Linked DNA regions of Mus musculus: regions 1, 2, 3, 4 and 5 are each linked to region 6. Evidence: chromatin contacts called from public Hi-C and HiChIP or PLAC-seq data. All regions are on one chromosome and are shown on one strand. The core of a region is the stretch at or near the end of the contact, and the rest is flanking DNA. Distances in the headings are between cores, read along the strand shown.

The links. Hi-C and Micro-C count contacts between places; a contact is called where the count stands out from the background. HiChIP or PLAC-seq counts read pairs in DNA pulled down with a chosen protein or histone mark.
Region 1: a contact with region 6 is called in a Hi-C map of muscle stem cells, with 2.6 times the contacts expected there. The contact joins the enhancer-like site here to the promoter of Clstn2 in region 6. A contact is called at or near these places in 1 of 39 promoter capture datasets (stem cell-derived epiblast-like cells), 2 of 484 Hi-C or Micro-C datasets (cerebral cortex and muscle stem cells) and 4 of 115 datasets of contacts at active chromatin or transcription factors (embryonic forebrain, embryonic hindbrain, forebrain and 1 more).
Region 2: a contact with region 6 is called in a Hi-C map of muscle stem cells, with 3 times the contacts expected there. The contact joins the enhancer-like site here to the promoter of Clstn2 in region 6. A contact is called at or near these places in 2 of 39 promoter capture datasets (cranial neural crest and maxillary cranial neural crest), 2 of 484 Hi-C or Micro-C datasets (cerebral cortex and muscle stem cells) and 6 of 115 datasets of contacts at active chromatin or transcription factors (embryonic forebrain, embryonic hindbrain, embryonic stem cells and 3 more).
Region 3: an H3K4me3 HiChIP or PLAC-seq map of forebrain shows a contact between it and region 6, with 5 times the contacts expected there. The contact joins the enhancer-like site here to the promoter of Clstn2 in region 6. A contact is called at or near these places in 3 of 39 promoter capture datasets (frontonasal cranial neural crest, hippocampal neurons and pre-B cells), 5 of 484 Hi-C or Micro-C datasets (cerebral cortex, cortical neurons, myocytes and 1 more) and 4 of 115 datasets of contacts at active chromatin or transcription factors (embryonic forebrain, forebrain, neural tube and 1 more).
Region 4: an H3K4me3 HiChIP or PLAC-seq map of embryonic hindbrain shows a contact between it and region 6, with 7 times the contacts expected there. The contact joins the enhancer-like site here to the promoter of Clstn2 in region 6. A contact is called at or near these places in 5 of 39 promoter capture datasets (the C10 cell line, cranial neural crest, embryonic stem cells and 1 more), 4 of 484 Hi-C or Micro-C datasets (cerebellum, cortical neurons, lens fibers and 1 more) and 5 of 115 datasets of contacts at active chromatin or transcription factors (embryonic forebrain, embryonic hindbrain, embryonic midbrain and 2 more).
Region 5: a Hi-C map of cortical neurons shows a contact between it and region 6, with 2.5 times the contacts expected there. The contact joins the enhancer-like site here to the promoter of Clstn2 in region 6. A contact is called at or near these places in 1 of 39 promoter capture datasets (hippocampal neurons), 3 of 484 Hi-C or Micro-C datasets (cerebral cortex, cortical neurons and myocytes) and 4 of 115 datasets of contacts at active chromatin or transcription factors (SST interneurons, embryonic forebrain, forebrain and 1 more).

Annotation. Positions count from the first base shown.
Region 1 is chr9:97,715,899-97,719,460 of GRCm38.p6, reverse strand. All of the region lies in intron 2 of Clstn2 (calsyntenin 2), which reads left to right. Among named protein-coding and RNA genes, the nearest start is that of Gm25607, 280 kb to the right of the region's middle. Within about 2 kb of position 1,515, at least 8 of the 459 cell types and tissues checked have an H3K27ac peak or open chromatin away from gene starts, as enhancers often do. A contact at or near this core is called in muscle stem cells, where this site is marked.
Region 2 is chr9:97,600,657-97,604,208 of GRCm38.p6, reverse strand. The region is part of intron 2 of Clstn2 (calsyntenin 2); the gene reads left to right. Among named protein-coding and RNA genes, the nearest start is that of Gm25607, 160 kb to the right of the region's middle. Within about 2 kb of position 1,473, at least 19 of the 459 cell types and tissues checked have an H3K27ac peak or open chromatin away from gene starts, as enhancers often do. A contact at or near this core is called in forebrain and muscle stem cells, where this site is marked.
Region 3 is chr9:97,637,628-97,641,129 of GRCm38.p6, reverse strand. The region is part of intron 2 of Clstn2 (calsyntenin 2); the gene reads left to right. Among named protein-coding and RNA genes, the nearest start is that of Gm25607, 200 kb to the right of the region's middle. Within about 2 kb of position 2,244, at least 12 of the 459 cell types and tissues checked have an H3K27ac peak or open chromatin away from gene starts, as enhancers often do. A contact at or near this core is called in forebrain and myocytes, where this site is marked.
Region 4 is chr9:97,559,394-97,563,180 of GRCm38.p6, reverse strand. All of the region lies in intron 5 of Clstn2 (calsyntenin 2), which reads left to right. Among named protein-coding and RNA genes, the nearest start is that of Gm25607, 120 kb to the right of the region's middle. Within about 2 kb of position 2,235, at least 2 of the 459 cell types and tissues checked have an H3K27ac peak or open chromatin away from gene starts, as enhancers often do.
Region 5 is chr9:98,324,860-98,328,556 of GRCm38.p6, reverse strand. The region is part of intron 1 of Nmnat3 (nicotinamide nucleotide adenylyltransferase 3); the gene reads right to left. Among named protein-coding and RNA genes, the nearest start is that of Gm46126, 27 kb to the right of the region's middle. Within about 2 kb of position 2,411, at least 10 of the 459 cell types and tissues checked have an H3K27ac peak or open chromatin away from gene starts, as enhancers often do. A contact at or near this core is called in SST interneurons and cortical neurons, where this site is marked.
Region 6 is chr9:98,031,697-98,035,182 of GRCm38.p6, reverse strand. Clstn2 (calsyntenin 2) reads left to right here and starts at 2,016. Exons shown (of 18, transcript NM_022319.2): 1 at 2,016-2,322. The coding sequence starts at 2,208.

The sequences.
Region 1 (3,562 bases), core at 266-2,765, 320 kb after region 6:
GCAGCTTTTGAAGTCAGTGAGATATGTGATCTCATTGTTTTCACATTCCTGGGGCTCAGGTTTTCTATTTAGATAATAGGGATAATAGTAAAAACTATGTGAGGTTTTATAGTTGTGGAGATATTTTAGATAGATAGATAGATAGATAGATAGATAGATAGATAGATAGATGTCATATTTATATACATTTTGCTCATGAAAGTAAGCCAAAGTGAAGCAAGAGAGACTGATTACTGGAGTAAAGGTGCCTTGTTTACCCTTAAAATGAATAAAGGTGCATCTTTTTGGATTGCATAAGACCAGTCACCGGGGCAATGTGCATTCCACAGTAGAGTCACCTGCTCAACTATAAGTATGAAGCAGAAAAAGTTTAACTATGGGTGATGTTTGTCCTGGTGAGAATGAAAGGGAGAGGAAAGTATAGGAGAGTTACATTTATTAGAACTGAAGTTATTTTGCTATTAAATTAAGAAATTACTTTGTGAAAAATGGACATGAAAGAATGATATTGATGAAGAATAAGAAAGTGGCCAGACTGAACTGGAATTTTCCGTAGGGTGCCAAGAGTTGTGTTACTAAAGAATGTAATGTGAAATTGTGGGAGACACTGTGGAGAAATAAGACTGTCTTTCTGTGTTGTGGTTATCAGGGGAGACAGGATCGTTGGCCTGACCAGGAGAATAAGTAGCTGGGAGTGGATGAGAGTGAAGGTGTGGGTGCAGACATAGTTAAGGAGGCCAGGATGTAAGACAGCCTCTTGGCATCATCAAGAATGGATACTAAAAACTTAGGGGATGAAAGTCATTCCCAGGGTGTTGGTAGATTGTAACCACAAAGAGGATGGTGGGACAAAATCCAATGGCATGAGCCATGAATTGTGAAAAAGAGAAGAAAAAAAAAACCAGTATTTCTTAATTTCCAAAAACAAACAAGCATCTTCTTGGATGTGGTATCTGTATGTCTGTATGTTCACATGTTTGTGCATGTGTGTATGTATGAAGATGTATACACAGATATGTGTGAATGCATGGAGGCCAAAGATCAAGTTGGGTATCTTCCTCAACCAATCTAACTTTCTTTTTCCTTTTAGATAGAATATCTCAGAGTCGGGAGCTTGGCAATTTGGCAAAAGTAGCTGTCTATCAAGCTTCAGGGATTCTCCTGTCTCTGCCCCTCCACCCCCCTCCCAGTGGCAGAATTGCCAGCTTAGTGATGGGGGCCTAGACTTAGGTCTTCATGCTTTCACAATAAACTCTTCATCAACTGAGCCATCTATTAAGACCTACAAATACCTCCCAGTGAGAAGAGCAAATGTGGGTCCTGATGTAAAGTAAACAGTGGGCACATTTGATTAAACAGTAGCTTGGCTCAGGGTAGGGAATACATGGTGACTATATCTGGTGGCCACTGTGGAATCTCAGAGCAGGTATGAGACTCTGTGGATGAACAGAGAGAGTTGAGTTGATTGATATAATTGGCCCTTGTGGATCACAGGCAGCCAGCTGGAGTGGAGGGGTTCCTGAGTCATTTGCATATGTCTCAGCAATTGCACACACAGCTTGCAGAATCCAAGGTAGAACTCTAGGACTTGGGAGTGAGAACTGATGCCCCTTCATCTGATAATTAACCACAGCTAACCAGATTTAATAAGACAGATATATGGTACAGTGCCAGTTGCTGCTTGTGCCAAAGCTCAGATACCAAACCAAACAAATGAAGCACTTCATGTGGTCTTCCTTCTAGCTTCTTATTAAAACAACAAGACATTAATGTTAACAGCATGTGGATAACTCCGTGGAGATAGTTACATCCCTGAGAGAAACCCTGAAGTCTAATTCTGACACTCAACCAACATTTGAAGCTGTTGCCCTATCAATGGTCATTATGTCCTACTGTGTCCTGGCCATATTGGAAAATCATGGCCAGGGTTATTCCCTGTGGACTTTGTTCTCCAGTTTTGTTGGAGAACAAACTTTTTATCCTGTATTAAGATCTGGGATTCTTTCACACAAATCCACAGTCATGTGCAGAGCAGCCTCCCAGTTGTTTCCAGCTACAATCAAAAAAGACGCTGCTCTGCCTTACAGGAGCTCTGCTGTAAACAGACATCCTTGTTGCTGCTGAGTCAGTGCCACAATTTTGCACTTTTGTGCCTTTTATTAGTGATTTTGCTGTTTAAAATGTGCGTGCCTTCCCACAAGCATAGTACTGGAATGCTGCCCATTATTTCTGGGCACAAAATGACTGTGATTTGCCTGATGGACAAAATACGTGTCAGATTAACTTCATTCAGTCATGAGTCACATAGTGCTGTTTACTGCTAGCTCAGTGTTATTGAAGTGACATCTTTAAACGGAGGCGCACATCATAAATACATATAACGACATAAAACAAGGTACGTAATGATCAGTTGCCAAAAATGTTAGCCAGGGGCCTCAAGATACTTAACCCTGTATTTCTCCAGGATCAATGACTCCACAATTTTTCTGACTCAGCATCTGCAGTGGCGTCCAAAAGAGTGACTAGTAACAAAGGAAACCCTGGCAGCACAACTGCTGGTGGCTCTCATTGCCTCCATTGTCTGTCAGAGAGAGGCAACCTTGATTCACTGCCACTGGTGGTCTCTGTCTTCCCAAGTCCTTGACATCTTGTTGTAAGCATCAAAGAAGCACACACAGACAGCAATGCAGAAAAAGAGTTTGTTCAGAAGCCAACCAAGTGTACAGTTCAGATGCATTGCAAGAAGGTTGTAGGCTCTAAGTGAAATTTGCTCAAAATCCCCTGGTTGCTGCCCAGGGCTCCCTTTTGTGGATCCAGGAGGAAAAGGAGTTGGTTACTGGGGTGAGGGTATAGTTAACATTTATTTTGTTTAACAGGCTTGGGTTATATAAGCCTTAGTTTGGTGTTCATATCCTTTCCCCATGATGAATCTGACTTTAACCATACATATACATATGCATATATATATATATGTATATATATATATATATATATATGAATCTCCAATCAAGTGTAAGTATAGGATAGTAAGATGTGTTCCAGGATGCGTTTGACCATGAAATGGAAGTTACGAAGGATTGTTGCAGAGCTGTATGCCAGAATAACTCAATTGCTTTGTTTGGAAGGAGTATGTACACTACTTGATGCAGTCATGGATTCAGGGTGTGAAATAGATTGCTGTGAAAAAGAGTTGTGTATAATTCAAGCCAAGAAAGGTACCAGGTTGTCAAACTATACTTATGCTTAACTACCTCACTCTATAATAGATCATCCTGGAGTCTTGGGGCAGAGATAACCTCTCCATTTGGTTGGAGGAGCAGCTTAGAAATGATGACTCTTACCGAATTAGTATAATTGAGAGGTGGTCGGCTACTAGAAGAATCTAGAGCACAGGCTTTCATTGTGTGTTGACTCAATGCTGTGCTTGCAGATGTTTCTACTGGTTCCTGCTATGGGAGCTCACAGTCTTGTATCCGTACCTTCCTCTCAACACCAGCATGCAAGCAGCATTGGGTGCATACTGGCCATTGGAGTGCGATGTATTCCTCAGTTTATTAAACCT
Region 2 (3,552 bases), core at 224-2,723, 430 kb after region 6:
AAAAAACACAGAGTTGGTTTTATTTTTCTGGGCTATGTGGGAGTTTGGATCTCAGTGGGGGAGATATAGTCATGGGATCTTCCCTGCTGGGGGCTCTGGATCATCTGTAAAGACTTCCTTTAGGGAAGGAGGAATTCTAGCTCTCATTTCTAGGTGCTTAAAAGAGTGAACTGGGTGCAGCCCTTATGCACGGAAAGTTAGAGGTGGCCAAGAAGTGTTTGCAACAGCGAGATGAATCACAAGGCTACTAATCGGTCTTGCTTAGTGCAGCTAGGGAACGAAGCCTCCCAACCACATTGCCAGGTCTTTGTGAGTCACAATAGGCAGCTTAGCGTATGATCACAGAACCTCTAATACAAATCCCCACGTTCAGTGTAGGAAACTATCAAACCAGGAGTTTGAGCCTACTGCAGTGGGTTCCTGTTTAGACGGCATTAGCTCCCAGACACCATAACGCCATAATTCACAGCTCTTTTGAGTTATTTCCTGTAAACTTGGACACAACCAGTTTATTTAAATTTGTATTGGCTTTCTATTGCCAGGAGTTTTATTTTTAAAAAGGCACAAGAGAGATTGGGAGTCGGTGTGTTGGTGCACTGATAGGCTAACTTGCCGCAAGAGCATGGCCCTGAACTGGCAGAGCCTGGGCACGTGGCTCTCAGCCATTTCATCCCTGAGCTAGCTACAGTTTTTTAGAAAACAATTGTTTTATTTTGCTCTCTCAAATTAAAAAAAAAATGAAGCAGCTGAAGGTGGGAGGCATTCAGTCTTCATTATCCTCCCTGGCCTTTTCTGCAGGAATCTGAAATTGATTTCCAAATTTCTCTTCCGAGTTTGATTTAACATTTTAATCTGCAGGCCTTCGGTGGGTGCTATGCGGACTGTATTGCTGACGGGGAAATGAAGAATTAGCCAGCCACCTAGGCTCTTGTTATCAGTCCAGCCGTTCTGGCTGTGACTGGATGGAGCTAGAGGTCTCCTGGCCTCTGTGAAGAAAGCCTTAAGTTCCACTCGGCTGGGTGGAAGAAAGCAGAAATGATGCCCAGCGGACAGCAGACCTCCACATTTTTGTTTTAGAGTTTGAGGCTGTCCCCTGAGATGGTGACTTATTACTTCTAGCCATTGATGGAACAGTAAAAGAGTCCATATACCTCTGTAGTATTGATCAGGCTGCCATTTCTCTTTCTTTTGCAGCTCAAAATATGGATTTTCCAGGCACTTGCCTTGACTTAAATTAAACATTTTAAATATACCTCTGCCCCTTTGGAGTCCTTGCCCAAACACTTGAGAACTTCAGTACAACATACAGAACATGGGACCTGTCAGAGCATAGAAATATAAAGTCTCTTTTACTGGCAGCTGTACATGGATTTCAGGGGCTCTAACACACAAAGATGCAGTCAGCGCTGTGCAAGCCCCAGAGGCAGGACAAGGGGAGGATCTCAGAGTATTTTGAGCTCACCATCCCATCTGTCAAATGGCTGAAGGCTAACTCAGCTGCCAAGCTGTTGCTAGAGAGAGGATCGGAACGGGTCACATCAGGCGCAGTGACCCTCAATGAGTCTGGGAGGGACTTGGAAGCCATGTGTTCAGCAGTTTTACTGGTGTGCAAGAATCAAGCCAGCTAGCCAGAGCTCAGGGGTGGCATTATGCATGAGCAGGCCCTAAAATCTGGCAGCCAGGAGACATTGGTTTCTGCACAAGGCTTTAAGAGCAAACTAGGACCCGGGCAGTGGTCACACAGGCCTTGAAGTGAAGCTGATTAAAGGGGGTGGTGATGGACAGATGTGTGACTGACAGCTGGGGGAGAAGAGCAAGGAGGTGGGGCTCTAGTGAGGCTAGGATATTTTGAACACAGAATGGTGAGCCCTTAGGAGACTCTTTTTGCCTTGAGATGTCAAACCAGAAGAAAGTCAGTTTCAAGGCCCCTGGGAAGTTGTTTTCATTGACATCAGTGATGACCAACACTGCTAATTTTCCTCCCCAGAATTTTGCAAAGCGCACTAGGCAGTTCCCCTTTTTAACCTTCACAGTAGCTTGGCACGGCACACTTCGGTATGCTTCCATCTTATGGGTGAAGAGATGGAGGCTGCAGTGGAGATTCTTTGGCCAGGGTCACAGTTAGTAATGACTTGTTGGAGTTGAAACATTCTGATTCCGTAAACTCCCATCTTAGCAATGATGCCAAGCTCCCTCTGACTACATTGAGATGTGCTTTCTTTGACGCTCAGCCTACATTTCTGGAGCATTTGGGATTAAGTTAGGTCTCTCCTTAAGCTGTGCAGGAAAGTCAGGGAGATGAGTACGTGTAGACTCTAGCTGCAGAGAATTCTAAGAAGATAACAATGGGCAATGCGGGAAAGGAGAAGGAAGGACAGGGCTGGGGAGAGCCGAGGAGGTGACTGTTAGAAATAAATAAACGGAAGACACAAAAGGACAGGGGAAACGCTTGGCCTCAGACAGTGAGAGCCGACTTTTATGGATTGGAGAGGTGGAACCTGGAAACACAACAGCTCAGTGCACAGGAGAGCTGGCTGTGCAGAGCTGAGGGTTTACAGCTGAGAGTAAGGACGAGGAGAGCATTTGCCAGACCCAGAAGCTACTTCTCTGGATATAACTGCTTTTCTAAAGTGCAGGGAGGGAGACTAAGTCAGACCACCTGTTCTGCAACCTCCAGGGTCTGGGTGGGTGTTAGGTGCTTTCTGAAATTTTGTGGGCAGCAGATTTGGGGGAACCTGGCGTCTGTTTTATAACTGGTTTGGGGGAGTTTCCTATGGCAGTGCACATCTCAGTTTGAGAAGCCTCAGCAGGCTCTTGGGAGGAGAACTTTCTTACACCAAGGGCTGAATCTTTCATAGGAGTTCTACAGATAGATATAAAAGGGATTTTCTGTTACATGACCAAGAGAAGGTAGGATGGCTGTGATGGTTTGCCCAGGGAGTGGCACCATTAGGAGGTGAGGCCTTGTTGGAGTAGGTGTGGCACTGTGGGTGTGGACTTAAGACCTTCACCCTAGCTGCCTGGAAGCCAGTCTTCCACCAGCAGCTTTCAGATGGTGATGTAGAACTCTAAGATCTGCTTGCACCATGCCTGCCTGGATGCTACCATGCTCCAACCCTGATTGATGATACTGGACTGAGACTGAGTCAGTCCCAATTAAATGTTCCTCTTTTAAGACTTGATTTGGTCATAGTGTCTGTTTACAGCAGCATATCCCTAAGACAATGAATGGCTCATGCCTTTGGCAACAAAAGCTGTTGAGGGCTTTAGCAACTTTAACAACTGTTTGACCTCTCGTAATTTTTGCAAGCCTTGGATTTCCACAGTCTCCTGTTTGCTGATAAAGTGACAAAGCTGGCTTGATTGTTAGTAGTTTTTGTTTTTCTTAATTTCCAATCTTACCCAATTTAGCCTGGCAAAGTACTGCCTGCTTTTAGAGAGTCTGAGGCCAGCCTGACTCTACACAATCAAGTTTCAGGGCAGCCAGGACTACATAGACCCTTTCTCAAAATAAATAAATAGATAGATGAATAGATAGAATCCTATCCACTT
Region 3 (3,502 bases), core at 995-3,494, 390 kb after region 6:
GAAACTATATCTCCTTTCATGAGGACATGGGACTTACGTGGGGTTGCTTTGGCTGTCAGTCTGCAGCCCTGAAGATGACAGAGAGGGAAAAGTCATCTTTTTCAAAGCGTACCCATGGAAGCATTTATGACCTTTGCATCCTTCACAGTTCAATCTATGATATCATCTTTCTCTAATGTGTGTGCTCATCCCCATAGCACCACCATCCTGCCCCTGTTCCCTCAGCCCCACTAACCCTGACTATATTTCCTCAGAGCCTCTCTTTGACTTCATTCTCCACATAGGCTCCTCCATAAAGCCTTGAGAGATTAGGATGCAAATGACCTCCAATTTTGCCAGCAGACACTGTTGCTGCTACTTTATTTTGCATATCCCCTCCAAGTATCCTCAGTGGCACTGAGAACCTTTCCGATTTGCAAATCTAGAGACCCTTATAATAGCTCAGTCCATTTTGCCCCAGGGTAGTTCAAATCAAGGCAAAGCCACAGGATTGGCTATTATGAGGGTGGCCTAACAGCGGATTATGGTGACAATATGCCTAAAATACAATTGCATGTATATCCTTACTTCATTGTAAATCAAAGATCTGCCAATGTATTAAACAGGGAGTGCTAAATAACTGTTTACTGCATACGTATTTTCGATACCAGTAACTGGGCCTTTCATTATGTACATTATTAGCTAGTGGTGGCTTACTCCATTTTTCTTGAGTCTGTGGACTTTAGACTAAGCGTACTTCAGATATGAGTCCTGACTCACCGCCCACATCCATCCAGGTATTGTGAAACTGGGTACATTTGTATGACTACTCTGTAAAGCTGAACACATTTCTAGGCTGGAGTTCCAGCTGAACTTTTGACTGTGCTCCCTACTCAACCCAGGGATTCAGATCATCTTTGTTGCTTGCTCACCCATCCCCTCAGATTCCTGCTTTGTCTGTCTGCCAAGCAGTTCCTATGTGTTAGAACCAGTGCCAAGTGCTAGGCAGGAGTGGCCAAGTGGCCACCAAAGGGAAGCCTGGACCTCATGACTCCCAGTCTCTTCTTCCATTGGTTCTTTGCTGTAACTCAATTGAAGCAGTTTCTTTCTCCTCTGGCCTCTTTTGCCTTCTTCTTTGCCGGGATTTCCACTACATCTGCATAACACCAACAGGCCGAAGGTGTTGATCTGTAACTACAAGGATATGGGTCTGTGAGCTTTTTTACTTTTGGAGATTTGGGCTGGGCTCAGCTGAGGTTGAGTCTGTGTCTGATCTGGACACCTTTCTTTGCTACTAGATGCAGACAGAAATTTCCAAGACATGCTGTCCTCACAGGGATGTGGGGAGAAGAAGACTAAACACACAAGCTCATATTAAAGTCTGCTGACATCACATCTAAGCACATAGAAATGACCCAGGCAAGTTACCATCCCAGTCCAAACTCAAATTTCCTTCCAAGAGATTTCTGGAGAAGCAGAAATCTTGTGACTATTTCCTCAACAGAAATCTCATCCACCAACCACACCTAGTATTTTTTCTACAAGTGTCTCTGGGCCTTTGGTATGATTCTCCCTCTCCTGGAATAGCATTCTCTTGGGAACCAAATAATCCTGCTCTCTGAATCATTCATCTTTAGCCATTCCAAAGGAGATCTACCTTCTCTGAGAGATCTCCTCTGATAACATACTTAGCAGTGTTCCTTGACTTGCGTCTCCTCTCACGTGGGCTCCATGTTACTTAACAGAGCGAATTCTTCTGTGTTTACCTACCGAGTCATTCCATGAATATTTAGCTGTATTTTAACTCTTATTTCTGATGCCAACAGCACAGAGCTCAGAAGTTTGAAAGAGTGAACACATGCTGTATCCTTGGTGTTGGGTGAGGGGTTGGGCCCCTCCATACTGGCATCTCTAGGGAACTTTGCCATTTCCAAGTAGGCAGGCTATTTGGAATGAACCACACGAGCCGTCTGGGTGCATCTGACTGTGCCATCTGCTTTGGGGGCAAGTCAAGACTGAGAAATCAGTTCCGACCATGTGGCAGACTCTGTTCTGGATGGCATCAGATCTTCATTTGCCTTTTTGCCTTTGGTTTTCAGCGTTTGTCTTGCCGAAGGGGAAGGTCTGCTTTGTTACTGGTTTACTCCCCACAAGTAATGTGGTGATCCATAAAAGAAAGAATCTGCAGTCAGTGGATACAGGCCCTTTTACAGGCTGTGTCCCTGGCGGCTCTGTGTGCATTTGTGGTTGCGGGCTGTGGAGCACCAGGCTCTGCATCTGTTCAAAGATGCAGCAGGTGTGGCTGCCACTCAACCCTCTTCAGAGTTTTCCAGAGATGAGAGTGGGAATGGGAAGGACAGACTTGCTGACTGCTTTCAACCTGTTCCAAACTTCAGTTTCTTCAAAATGAGCCTGGAAGTGGGAATGTGCATGTTTGCAGGGTGGTACCGTAAAGTCGCAGCTGTTCCTCATTTAGAGAAACCCACGAGCTTTCGGTGGGAGCCATCATTCTGAAGGTAACTCAATTATCTGTGTTTGCTGGTTCAATATGGTGCTCTTAGATATAGTGGCCCATCACTTGAGCTTTCTGAAACCATGCATGGCTTCATATGCCAGCCTTCATCCAAAGAAGGGAGAGAGAGAGAGAACAGACGAGATCAAGGTGTGGGGTTGAATTCAGAAGTCCTTTTCCAAATCAATACACAGGATATGAGAGATGGCAGATGTGGCTGAGCCCCAACCCCTGCTATCTCTTCTCATGCCATCTCTAATCCCCCAAGGATGCAGACATTCAAATGACTTGCAGCAGTTCAGAGGCATCTATTCCATGCCAGGTAAAATAGCTTGTAAAATTATAAAAATTGACTATCATACCTTTGACTCAAATTCAAAATTTCTAATTAGCCAAATTCATATAGTCATCTCAGAAAATGGCCCAAACTAATTATTTGGACATCATTTCATTTAAGGGGGGCGGAGGAAGGGCTACAGAGAACTCCAGTTTACTGAGATGATGCAGTGAGTAAAGGGGCTTGCTGCCGAGCCTGAGGACCTAAGGTCAGTCCCTGTATTTCATGTTTGAAGACGAGACCCAACTCATGTACCACCCCTCCCCCATATACCTCAGTTTTAAATATAGTGTACGTTGGGTAACCCATGTTTTCAGAGCCTCAATGACCTTCCGTGCAGTTTCTGCTTCCCAACATGCCCTTCCATGTATCTGCACTCCCATCCAATCCTCTGAGTCCTAGTTTTACTCCTTCAGATCTTTGGGGCTGTGCATAAATAAGCAGAACAGAGGAGGACAAAGTGTGGGGCTGAATTGGGATCACTAAGGGAGCAGGTTTAGACCTAAGACTCTGGTATGCGGGCACTCTGAACAGAGACATCATCAACCCTTGTTTATCCCAAATTAGACTCAAAAGCTCCTTTTGAGTATCTCTGCACTGCCAGCTTCTCAGCCAGTGGCTTTACCTCTGAGTACCTCAGGATATTTGCCAATAGACTGAAGCGATAATGACTT
Region 4 (3,787 bases), core at 986-3,485, 470 kb after region 6:
TTACACTACTGACTCTTTTTTAAAGGAATAGTCCCCTCTTAAAATGCAAGTGCCTCCTTCAGTAATAATGGATTAAGCTGGGGTTCCAAAAACTGTAGCCTATAGGTAAGTCTAGGGAATCACTCATTTCTATAGACCCATGAGCTAAAGTATTGTTATTTTTATATTTTTAAATGGTTATCAAAAATCAAAAGAATAATATTTTATAGCACAGAAATTCAAATCTGGGTGCCAAAAGGTTCCCAGGGACACAGACCCCCCTCCTTGCAGGTTGCATATGGATGCCCTGAAACAGTGGAGCTGATGATGGAGGCCACCTGCCTCTCAAAATCTAAATAGTCACTTTCTAGCCCATGGGGAGGTAAGGGGAGGAAGAAAGCTACTTGAGCCCTCCATGAAGCTTTGATTGTCCATTGTCACCGTAGGAAGAAGGGGTTTATTGTGTTAAGTAGCACAGCCTACATAGACCAGGATACCAAAGGGCCATCTTTGTACAAAGGCAAAATATCATAAATAAGACGGTTGATGTGTCATCAAACAGGAACAACCCTGTGATATGAGCAATTCGATTACAATTTCTATAAGCAATTTCTAGATAGGAAAATGAGCTAAAGAGAGACTAAGGGATTTATTCTACATCTGTTAAATAGCAAGGATGGAATTCAAATCCTTATCAATTTGAACACATAGTGAAGTTCAGGAAGTACGAAGGAGGCTGGGGAAAGAGGTTGAGAATTCCCAAGGGGAGTGCATATTATCAGCTTTACAAAAGCTGTTTAGAAAGCTCAGAAGACAGACATGACCCCAGCATCCTTGGCCAGCAGGTTAGCCTCCCAGTTACTCTACAAAATGGTGGTGAGGCTTATGCAGGAAGGTAGCTAGACTTCAATGGAATGATACCCATTAGGCCACCTGAGTGACTCTGGCTCCTCCCTCTGCTGCACCCAACTCACTTTTCCTCCCTACAGCAGTCCCAGTAGCTCATTAAAAAAACAAACCTATGCTTGTAGACTGCCTGTCTCTCAGCTATTGTCTCCCTAAACCAAAAGTGGCCCCAGGTTATCTCACAGGCCAGAGGACACAAGTGAACCTAGAACTTTGATAGTAAGCTTCAAATACAAAGATGCTAACCTTTAGTATGGCCCCTTATCATGGGTCAAGAAGATGCTGTCTTCCCCTCAATGAAAATGCAACTTGAAAATCCCCTACCGTCCTTTCCTTTCATCAGGGTGGCACCCAGCTTATTTGAGGCTCATCTCCAGGGAATCAGGTCCTTTATCTTCCAGCCCCAGTTTCTGTCCCTTCTGCCCTCGGGCTTCCCCCTGCCCTGTCACTCTCCTCTTTGGGCCCATATTCTTCTCTCTATCCATCTGTGTCTGACCTTCAGTCTTTCTACAATCTTCCTCCAATACCATTCCTGTTCCTCTCTTTCCCACACAATGCACCCTAACCCCCACAAGGAAAAGCCCTGGAGCCCTGGAAGGTAGAGGGGCACAGGGGTCAAGCACAAGCCATTGATTACTGAGCTGGGCATGGAATGTGGTCTGGACTCAAAGATTAGCTTCACTCCCATCTGGCCACGGGAATTGTTTCAGCCATTTCTCTGCCCTAGATTTGCTCTCCTCAACAATAAATTTTGAATCATAATTCTTGGCCAAACTATTTTTTTATCAGATTTTTAGGACCAAAAGAGATTGTTGTGTGGAAATACTTTGCAATATTTAAATCATTGTGCAGACAATGCTGTGATTAAAATTGAGCAAATAAGGGATGCTGTACAGATGAACACACCCTGTAGAACACACCAAGACTGTGTGGATTGATCAGCATACCCCACATGATGGTGCTAAAGACTAGAACCAAGGGAGGCAGTGTCCCGGGGGTGGGGGGATGGGATGGAGACACAGTCCCAGCTTAGATGTCACTACTCTAAACTGGAAGATTACTCCCATCTGGCCTTGGCTTCCTTCAGTGTAAACTCTCCAGGATTAAATAGAAGGCACCTATGAAGGGCCTTGCACAGAACCAGGTAGGAGGCTCAGCAAACAGTAGCTCTTTTGCTCTGATTTTTAAAACCGCAATGAGCAATTTTGTCCCACATAACTAGCAAAGGCCTGAGCATTGCTGGCTGCTAGAGGGTGACCCTGAGCATTGCCTTTGCTGAGAGCTGCCAGGCGAGCAGCTTGCTCTGGCTGCAGGCCTCATGGGAGACTCAGCTATGAATAACGACCTGTTTTGACATCTCTGACATAGCCGATCATTAAGGTGCAACAAATGGCTCTGTAAGGGATGCTGGTTTACCTACTCAGTGGCATCCTAATGTGCTTAAAGACCTGCTGGATCAAAGTAGCATGCTCCACCTGGCCCCCTGTGTTTGGAAGAAATGGGCCGATAATCTCAGCTCTGGGGAGAGGGATGGATGGCCACAATCCACACAGTATTAAAGACAATAACAATCGCCACTGTTGTCTGAGTAATCACCATTTGCCAAGTGGCTCCTAAGGGCCCAGTACTCTTTAACACATCCTAAAAGATGCTTACACATTTTATAGATGAGGACACGGAGGTTAAGATTTTCCACGGGGTTCAGGATACCCAGACCACTGCCATCTTGGATACTTAGACTCCCCAGCATGGTCATCTGTGATGCTTCCAAAGAAAATGCAGGGCACCATTATCTTTAGAGCACTGCAGCCAAGCTGTGCAAATGAACAATGCATACTCTGCGCCATCCCATGGTATCACTGCACTAGGCAGCTTTGAGGAAATGCCATAGCCTCCAGGATGGTGGGAGGGGGGCGGTTGTCACTCATCCCTACAAGCCTACCACTGGGATCTGCCTTGATTCAAGGTTATAGGTGCAGATAGTTATCAGCCTCCTTGGATGACCTCTTGGGAATCACAAAGGGGAAAGGCTTAGACAAGGACACACATGTGAGATGCTGAGAGGGGAAACCATGACCAGAATCAGATCCATCATTAGAATTCATGTGCCCTGCCCTGCCTTATCGGTTTGTGAAACTGGCTGAGCCACAGAGTCAGCAGACTGTGGTTTCAACTGACATAGCTTATAAGTTCTTTCATATAGTTATAGTCCACGGGATGTTACTCCATAGGAAGTTGGCAGGAATAGAGTTCTGCCTCTTACATCAGAAAAACCTGAGTTTGAGTTCAGGGCCTACCACACCTTGACTCCAGAACACTGGACTAGCCAGTTAGTCACTCTCAACCCTTAAGTGTGGTATCTGCAAAATGAGGCTAATATCAGCCCTTACCAGGAGGCTGTCACAAAGAACTGTGCATGCAAGAACGACTAAGCTAATACTACTAGTAATGGAAAGCAATGCCTGGAGTGAACAGAAGCCACTAATGTTTCTGGGGAGTCTGGCTAGCCTCTTGGTCTAGCTTCTCGGTCTGGCTGTGCTACCTTGGACATCTCAGCCTTAAGTGTGTCAGGATGAAATGAGCCTCTTGCCAGTGCCTTCCTCAGATGGATAGCATATGCTCTGATGGCGTGTGTAAGAGACCCAGCAAAGGGCCTTTGCTCCCTCCTTGCTCTCTGTTGTCAAGTTGTAGATAGCCCAGCCAGTTTTGACGCCATGTTGTCTGTAAATCAGCCAGACTGTTCTGATGAACATGGCCCAAGTAGCAGGCAGGCCAGCCTTCTTCTTCCTATGCTGTCTTCATCTGAAGTAGGTAGAATAAGTGCTAATATCTACCATGTGGGCTCTTGGTAGAAGGAGAAAAACCCTGGATTTGCATTGATGGGTGGTGATGTGACCTTTGG
Region 5 (3,697 bases), core at 1,162-3,661, 290 kb before region 6:
TCCAGCCTGTACTGTGCAAGCCAATCTAAGAGATCCTCTCTTACAATAGATATTCATTCTATGTGCACTGTTCCTCTAGACAAACCCCGATCAAGACTGAGTGCTGGAAGCCACCGAGGCTTGAAACAGACTCTTGGGTGCTTCCCATGAGAATGTGTCCCTGACACTGATTTTGGGCTAAGGATCCTGATTTTAGACTTCTGGTCTTGAGAGCTGTGAGTAAATATGGATCTTTCTGCTGTTTTAAACCTCCAAGTTTATGCTCTTTCATTGTAGCAGCTATCAGAAACTGGTACCACAGAGGTGTTGGTAGGAAGAATGTCACTCTGTACAATAGCTATCCTAAATACTCCGTGAATTCTCGGTGAGTGAATGTGTGTGTGTGTGTGTGTGTGTGCATGGGCGCTCGGGCGCACATGCACATGTACACACATGTGTTGCTGTATGACCCAGTGTTCTCTGAAGCTAATGAACAAATATCTATTCACACCAGATAGATCACTATGGACAAAACAAAGTAACCATGTCACCCAAGGCCAGCTTGGTGAACCAATGAGTTTTATTGGGGTTACATGTGTATGTGAGGGTCACTTACAGGAGCAGAAATGCCTGAGGCAGCTGTGTCACTGAAAACCCCACTTTAGCTTGGGTGGCTGCTTAGGGAGGCTGCCTCCACAGAGCTCTCGGTAAAACTAGATCTTCTGAGGGTCTCCTTACTAGTAGTGGTTACACTTGTGTAGCCTTGGGGGAGGGCTTTGTGAACCTAGTTTGAGGAGCTTCTTAAAACATGCAATTTGTTTATGATTCTCCCTCTGCCTGCCCATCAGGACATGTGTTGACATGTCTATGGGTACATGTGGAGGCCAGAGATCATATTGGAGTTCTCCTTTGGTGGCTTTCTAGTTTTCTTCTGAGACAAAGTCTTTCACTAAAACTAGTTTTCACTGATTAGCTAGACTTGGCCGGCAAGCTTTAGGGGGCTGCCTATCTCGACCCTCAGGTTCAGGGCTCTCCTATTTCTGCCCTTCCTGTGCTGGCATTATAACTGGATGGCCGCACCCGACTTTTTACATATGGATTCTTTAGATCCAAAACCAGATCCTTGGGCACTAACTGAGCCATCTCCTCAGGCCCTCCTTGGTGATTTTTTAACACAATTCGACTTCAGCCTTCAGCAAGTGGGCTACAAGAGGCCTTAACACTTGGCATCTACCTCCTAGCTCTGGGTGATGGACTCTCCTGAAGCAGGAAGAAGACAGCACGGAGAACAGAAGTTAAAACTATCATCTATATCATCTGAACAGGTTAAGTGTGAAGTGGATAGAGAATGCCAAAGCATTAAGAAACTTCCCACAAATTACCCTCATAGTGCAGCTATGTCTGTGTATGCGTGTGGGTGTGTGTAGGAAGCATATCCTCAAATAAATGACATGGAATTATTAACAAACCTATCAGCTGGCTGGTCTCTAAAGGTTTGTCTACAATAAGAAGTCACAGAACTATATGTCTGCCAATAGAGGACTGGTTAAATTCTGCATAATTTTATATAGCTGTTAAAAAGAGTGGCATGCACATGTATATGCATATATATTAATATGACAGATTATTAATGAGTAGGTATTAGATGAGGTGATGTAAATTTCAGGCATAATTTTAGCACTGTCTCACATTAGGCTAGGCAATCAATGTTAGTATAACACACAGGAATGATACTCAGGGCATATGTATCTACACACATTTATAATTTCATTGTAGTATATATCTAATGTCCAGTAAGCCACTATCTCTACAGGAAGATCAGAGGTGTTGCGAGGAGGCAAGAGGAGTGGCTCACTTGGGCTGCAGCTGTGTAATTTCAAACTGAAATGAGTTTTCCTTACCCTCTTCTAGAGGCTTCTATTTTAAGCTCTGAAGAGTGTGGTGAAATACACCACTCTGTATCATTCTGATCCATCCTATCTGTAATGTGCAACACAAGCTATGAGGCCACTTGAACGCCACAAGTCCCTACACACATGCTACATAAGGTGGCATTTCGTGAAATTACTGGCTTTTGCCTACTAAAAGAAACCAAGCCCCTCTTTCCCCTACACAAGATAGACTGCTTGTTCTTCAAGGCACATTTTGCCAAGATTTGCCACAGATCTTCAAAGCAGTGACACTTTAAGATGCCTGAATAGAGATTTCAGGACTTTTAGCTCCTGTATTTAAAACAGTTATGCAAATACCCAGGATCAGGAGCTGGGCTTTTCTATGGTACAGCAGCTCCATCTTGAAGAATGAGTCACAGTAAATTAAAGCTTAGTTGCGTTTATTTTGTTCTTCCATTTGCAGCATGAACATGTGAGTCAAACCCCACCTGTCCTGTTGCTGAGGAGATGGCCAGGATGATGCTTAGTCTGGGTTGTCTGAGAAGCTAGTTAAGGTGAGAGCAGAGCTTCAGGCTCAGACTTCCAGCTCAGCACTGAGATTTCCACCACCCAGTGACACTGCCTTACATAAAAGCAAGCTCTTCAGTTCCAGACTGTGGGGGCTATATCTGTGAGGGTCATGCTACTGTAGAGAGCCCAATGAGACAGGCACCTGGGGACAGACATAGAAGAGCATCCCTCCCTGAAGGCAGGACAAGGACATTAGGAGAGGTACAAGGTTAAAAAGGAGCCAGGGCAATGACTTTCTGTTTACCTTCCTCCTGGAGACAGAAACCACTAACATCACTCTAAGCGAAAGAGATCCATCTTCTTTCTAAACCTTCAGAAATTATACAACCACTTCCAGATGGGAAGGTCTGACTTCCCTTCCACAGTAGGATTCAAGTTATAACCAGAGAAAACTCTTCATGGCTTTTCGAAAAAGAATTCCCCTCACTTTGCTAACTAAGAAGTGATTGTTTAAAATAACTTTCTGCTTTAATCCAGTGTGAGCTTTTCAGCCATAAAAGGAAGACATTTTGGGAGCTAAGAAAATTCAGTACCTTCATCACAAGCGTTCTGAAAGTGTAAGGTCGTAGGAACTCATCCTTAGGAACTCATCCTTATGGGGTCACTGTTTGAGAACTTGAATGGAAGGTGTGGTATACAAACACCTGCTGAGCACGAAACACTCCAGACAGGGAAACTGGCATGTCAGAAGCTAAATAGTGACACCCGCTACGTGGCTTCCACTTTGACTCTCCTAAGAAGGCCCCACTTTCCCAAGGGTAGTATCTGCATAAGATAAAAACCAAATAGATTAAAAACTCCACTGTTGATGCCACATACACTCATGCCAATAACTAAAAAGCTAGAGGTTGCTCTGAGCGGTCAGCCTCACGTGTGATGGTAAAGGGACAGACGCTAGGAACACGTGGCACTTTATCTGTAGATAATGCAGCTGACCTGGATCCTGAGGATCGTAGGGACATCTCCAAGGCCAATTTCAGAATGAAGGTGGCCTAGCTTTCTCTGTCTAAGGGCAGAGTAATTCCAAGTCCTGGAGAAAAGCTGGAGAGTTAGTGCGTCAAAGCCTACACCAATCACATAAAGGACACTCTCTCCTTGCTTTACCCATATCATGCCAACTAGATGCTGCTATTCCACCTTGGCAGAAAGGATTCTGGGACCCAAAGATGTGAGCTAATTTGCCTAAGGTTGCATGATAAGATGAGCTAGGATCGGATCCTACCTGGCCAGCTTCTCTAAGAGGTCTTCTGGCTGGG
Region 6 (3,486 bases), core at 767-3,266:
GGATGAGAGACGTGCTGCACCTGTTGGTAAGCGCCCTTTCCCTACTGTGTTTCTCTGTGATGTTCTTTCCTGGCCATTTCTTTCTTGGGGATGTTTTATAATTCTCTGTTCTGCTTCTTTTCATTCTCTGTTCTGCTTCTCATTATTTGGTCTGAATTTGAAACTTCATGTCAAATACTTGGGACCAGATGACTTTAACAACAGTTAGCTTAAGGACCTCCAGGGATGATGTTCAGTCAGTAAGGAGGTTCTTGTCTGAGTAAACAAGGGGGGTAAATATCAGCCAAATGGGATGGAGCACAAAGGATAAAAAAATGGGTCGATTTTACATTTCTCTCATTCACTGGCTTCTCTGACTTTGCATGGTCAGCATCTACCTCCTTCTGGATTATAACTTTAAAATCTGAGAAGGGTGAGAGGTCTCTTGATGTTGGCTTGGAACTTGGTAGCTCTTTACCTTGGGTAAAGGAGTGACCTTACTCCAGAAACAAGAACAATAGCACAGGTGTTGCTTCATGGACTAAAGGGGACCTGCTGGCCAAAGAGCTGAGTCCCCTGCAGCCACCAGGATTTGCAGCTGTTGAGCACCTCTTGAGGTCTCAAATGTTGAAGTTTGTTTTTAACACCACAGTCTCCCAGTGTGCTGCCAGGACCACACAGGGAGGCTGGGCAGCAGAAGGCTCTTAATGTATTTTATGGCTTGGTTGAGTACTCCGAACTACACTTATTAATTATGAGATGCTGTTCAGTCAGTGTTGCAATATACACATTTGGCTAATTGATTTGTACAGGCTCATATCGAGCAACATAAAGAATGTGCAGGACCATAAAGCGGGGGACTTTAACTGCTTTCATCCCCTTTGGCTTCTCCAAGAGGGACAAAGACCTTGTGTCCTTCATTGCCTAACGGGGCATCCACAATCATTTAGTGCTCAGGAAATGTCTTGAACGGGATGATGAATGAAAGGATAATTTTGTTTGTTTCTGTGTTTTTTGTTTTTTTTTTGTTTTTTGGTTTTTTTTTTTTTTTTTTTTGCCTCATTTCTCAACTGCACATGACCCTTGGATCGTGAGAAAATAGTACATCTATGGAAATATAGTGATTTCTTCCGAGCGGTTAGTTGATTTTACTGGGAACCTTCTTGATCCTTTGGCAGCCTGATGGTGGTTGGGGGTGTATTGTGGTGGAGAACTATATGAACCCCACCTCCAGAGACAGTGTTCCTTGGCTTGAGATTTTAGAAGGCATGATACCAAATGGCATACTCTTACCTAGGTAGTGACAATGTAAAGGTGGCAACTTCTGAGGGAGAAGTTTGAATGTGCTTCCCACTGAAGACTGACAGTTGCCTTTTCTGACTTTAGCTAGTCCTTTTGACTCTAGCAGTGGCTGTGCCTGCTTCACTGAGATGGCACAGAGCCCGGGCATTGCTACGCAGGTCCTAAGTGATCTCTGCCCTACAACTCCTAGAGGCAGTGGCCTTTTGCAGCTCTAGTGAGCGCCTGGCGCCCTCCCCAGACCAGGCGGCATAGAGCGTCCATCCCTAGACCATATCCAAGGGCAGGGTCCACAGAGACAGCATCCTGGCCCCTCCGCAGGGATGTCGGTTCAAAGGGCGCATCACAGTAGGGTCGCCTGCATCTTTACAGAAGGTCCTCGGGCGATCACTTGGTTGTGGCGCTCGCAGTGCCTCGGGGCTGCAGTTTGGAGAGCCGCAGGGGGGGACGCCAGGCCCTAAGGCTCCCCTGGAGCCTCCCGCATGGGTTCCACCCGCCGGAACCGGCGCCTGACCGAGTCGGATCACGCGAGCGAGCGGCATAGGGGATGGCTGTGGAAAGTTGGGGGCCGGAGCTGCGAGGCGGGGGAGCGCGCAACCCCGCGCCGATGTCCGCGTCTCATGAATATGCACGAGCCACCTCCCTCCCTCCGTGACGTCACGGGCCGTCCCGGGGTGAGCGCTGGAGCCGCTCCGGGTCCGCGCCAGTGAGTGCTGCTGTTGCGGGAGAGCGAGCGACGCGGCGAAGGGCAGCGGAGGCGGTGAGTGAGGGCGGCGGCGGCGGCTCCAGAAGCGCACCCGGCAGCTCCAGGGAGGCGGCGCGGCAGGCACCGGCGGACACCAGCGGACGCCAGCGGACACCGGCAGGCGAGGCCGGCGCGAGCGGTAGGAGGCGGCGGCTGCAGCTCGGTGGCGGCTCAGGCGGCGAGGATGCTGCCGGGGAGGCTGTGCTTGGTGCCGCTCCTGCTGGCGCTGGGCGTAGGGAGCGGCGGCGGCAGTGGAGACGGCGGAGACAGCCGGCGGCGCCGCCTCCTCGTGGCGAAAGGTGGGTGCTGGGGAAGTTTGTTCCTCTTCTGGAAGGAAGCAGGGCGGGCTCGAGGGTGCAGACCCTGGACTTACTCGTCTAACACCCGCCCTTTCTTGTGGCAGCTTCGGCTTCTGCGCGCACCGTCCTCGAAGTGTGCGCCCTAAACTGTGGACCCAAGAGGTTCTCCAGCCCAACCTCTGGGCGGGGTCCAGGCGCCAAGGAGAAGGGGAGGTCTATGGAGTATAGAGAACTTTGGGGGCCCTGTGTGCTGGGGTGGGAGCATCGCGGGGCTTGGCTCAGGGATGCTTTGAGCAAGGCAGGACATGGGCGCTGTAGCGGGGGCTGGGGAGTGGGTGAAGCAGGTGTCTGTCTGCTTCTGCTTTGGGGGCAAGAACCAGGGGCGTCTTCAAAGCAGCGAGACGAGCTGGACTGGCACTCCAGCTTGAGGATGGCGTGGGAACTTGTAGGCTCCTGAAAGCCTTGCCCGCACCCAGGCGCTCCTCCTGCTCCTCCGCAGCGCGGGCTCTGGCTCCCCTGGGAACTCACGCCCTCAAGATGGGCAGAGTCCGGAAGAAGCGCGGGATGTGATGGTTGCTACTGCGGCTCACACTCTGCTTTTCTTCGGAGGACCGAGCCTCCGAGCCTAGAGCTCCTCTCTGGTCTTTATAGTTGATCTTGACCTCTCTAATCCTCTAAGATTCTCCTGAACGCTGGCGTTATCAGGGGAACCTGAAGCCCGCAAGCCCCAGACTTTGACAGCTGTCTGGGAGCGCTGGGAGAAGCGCAGGTTGGGGAGCCTGCATCTGGAGGGCGGGTCTGGAACAGAAGGTCACGCGGTAGCCAAAAGCTGGGAAGCATCGCAGGAGCCCAATTGGGGTGGATGATGGTGGGCTCAGGGAGACTGTAGCAGATTGCAGGATGGAGCGTTTGGCTTAAGTGGTAACTTGTTGATTCTCTGCACTGTTGACGAGGAGGGCGTGCTTTTGATTTCTGCCAGGTGAACGGGTGACATATGGTCCTTGGAATTCTGTCTGGCGATATTTTGAAAACAGAGTTTTTGTCCTTGTTGGAAAAAGATTCCCAAGTAGAGACAGCTTGATTTAGAGGTTTGTTGGCTGAGCTGGTATGAAAAGCACAGCAGCCTGGATCTCTCCGGAGACAGGGCAATTGGGGAAGCAGGCC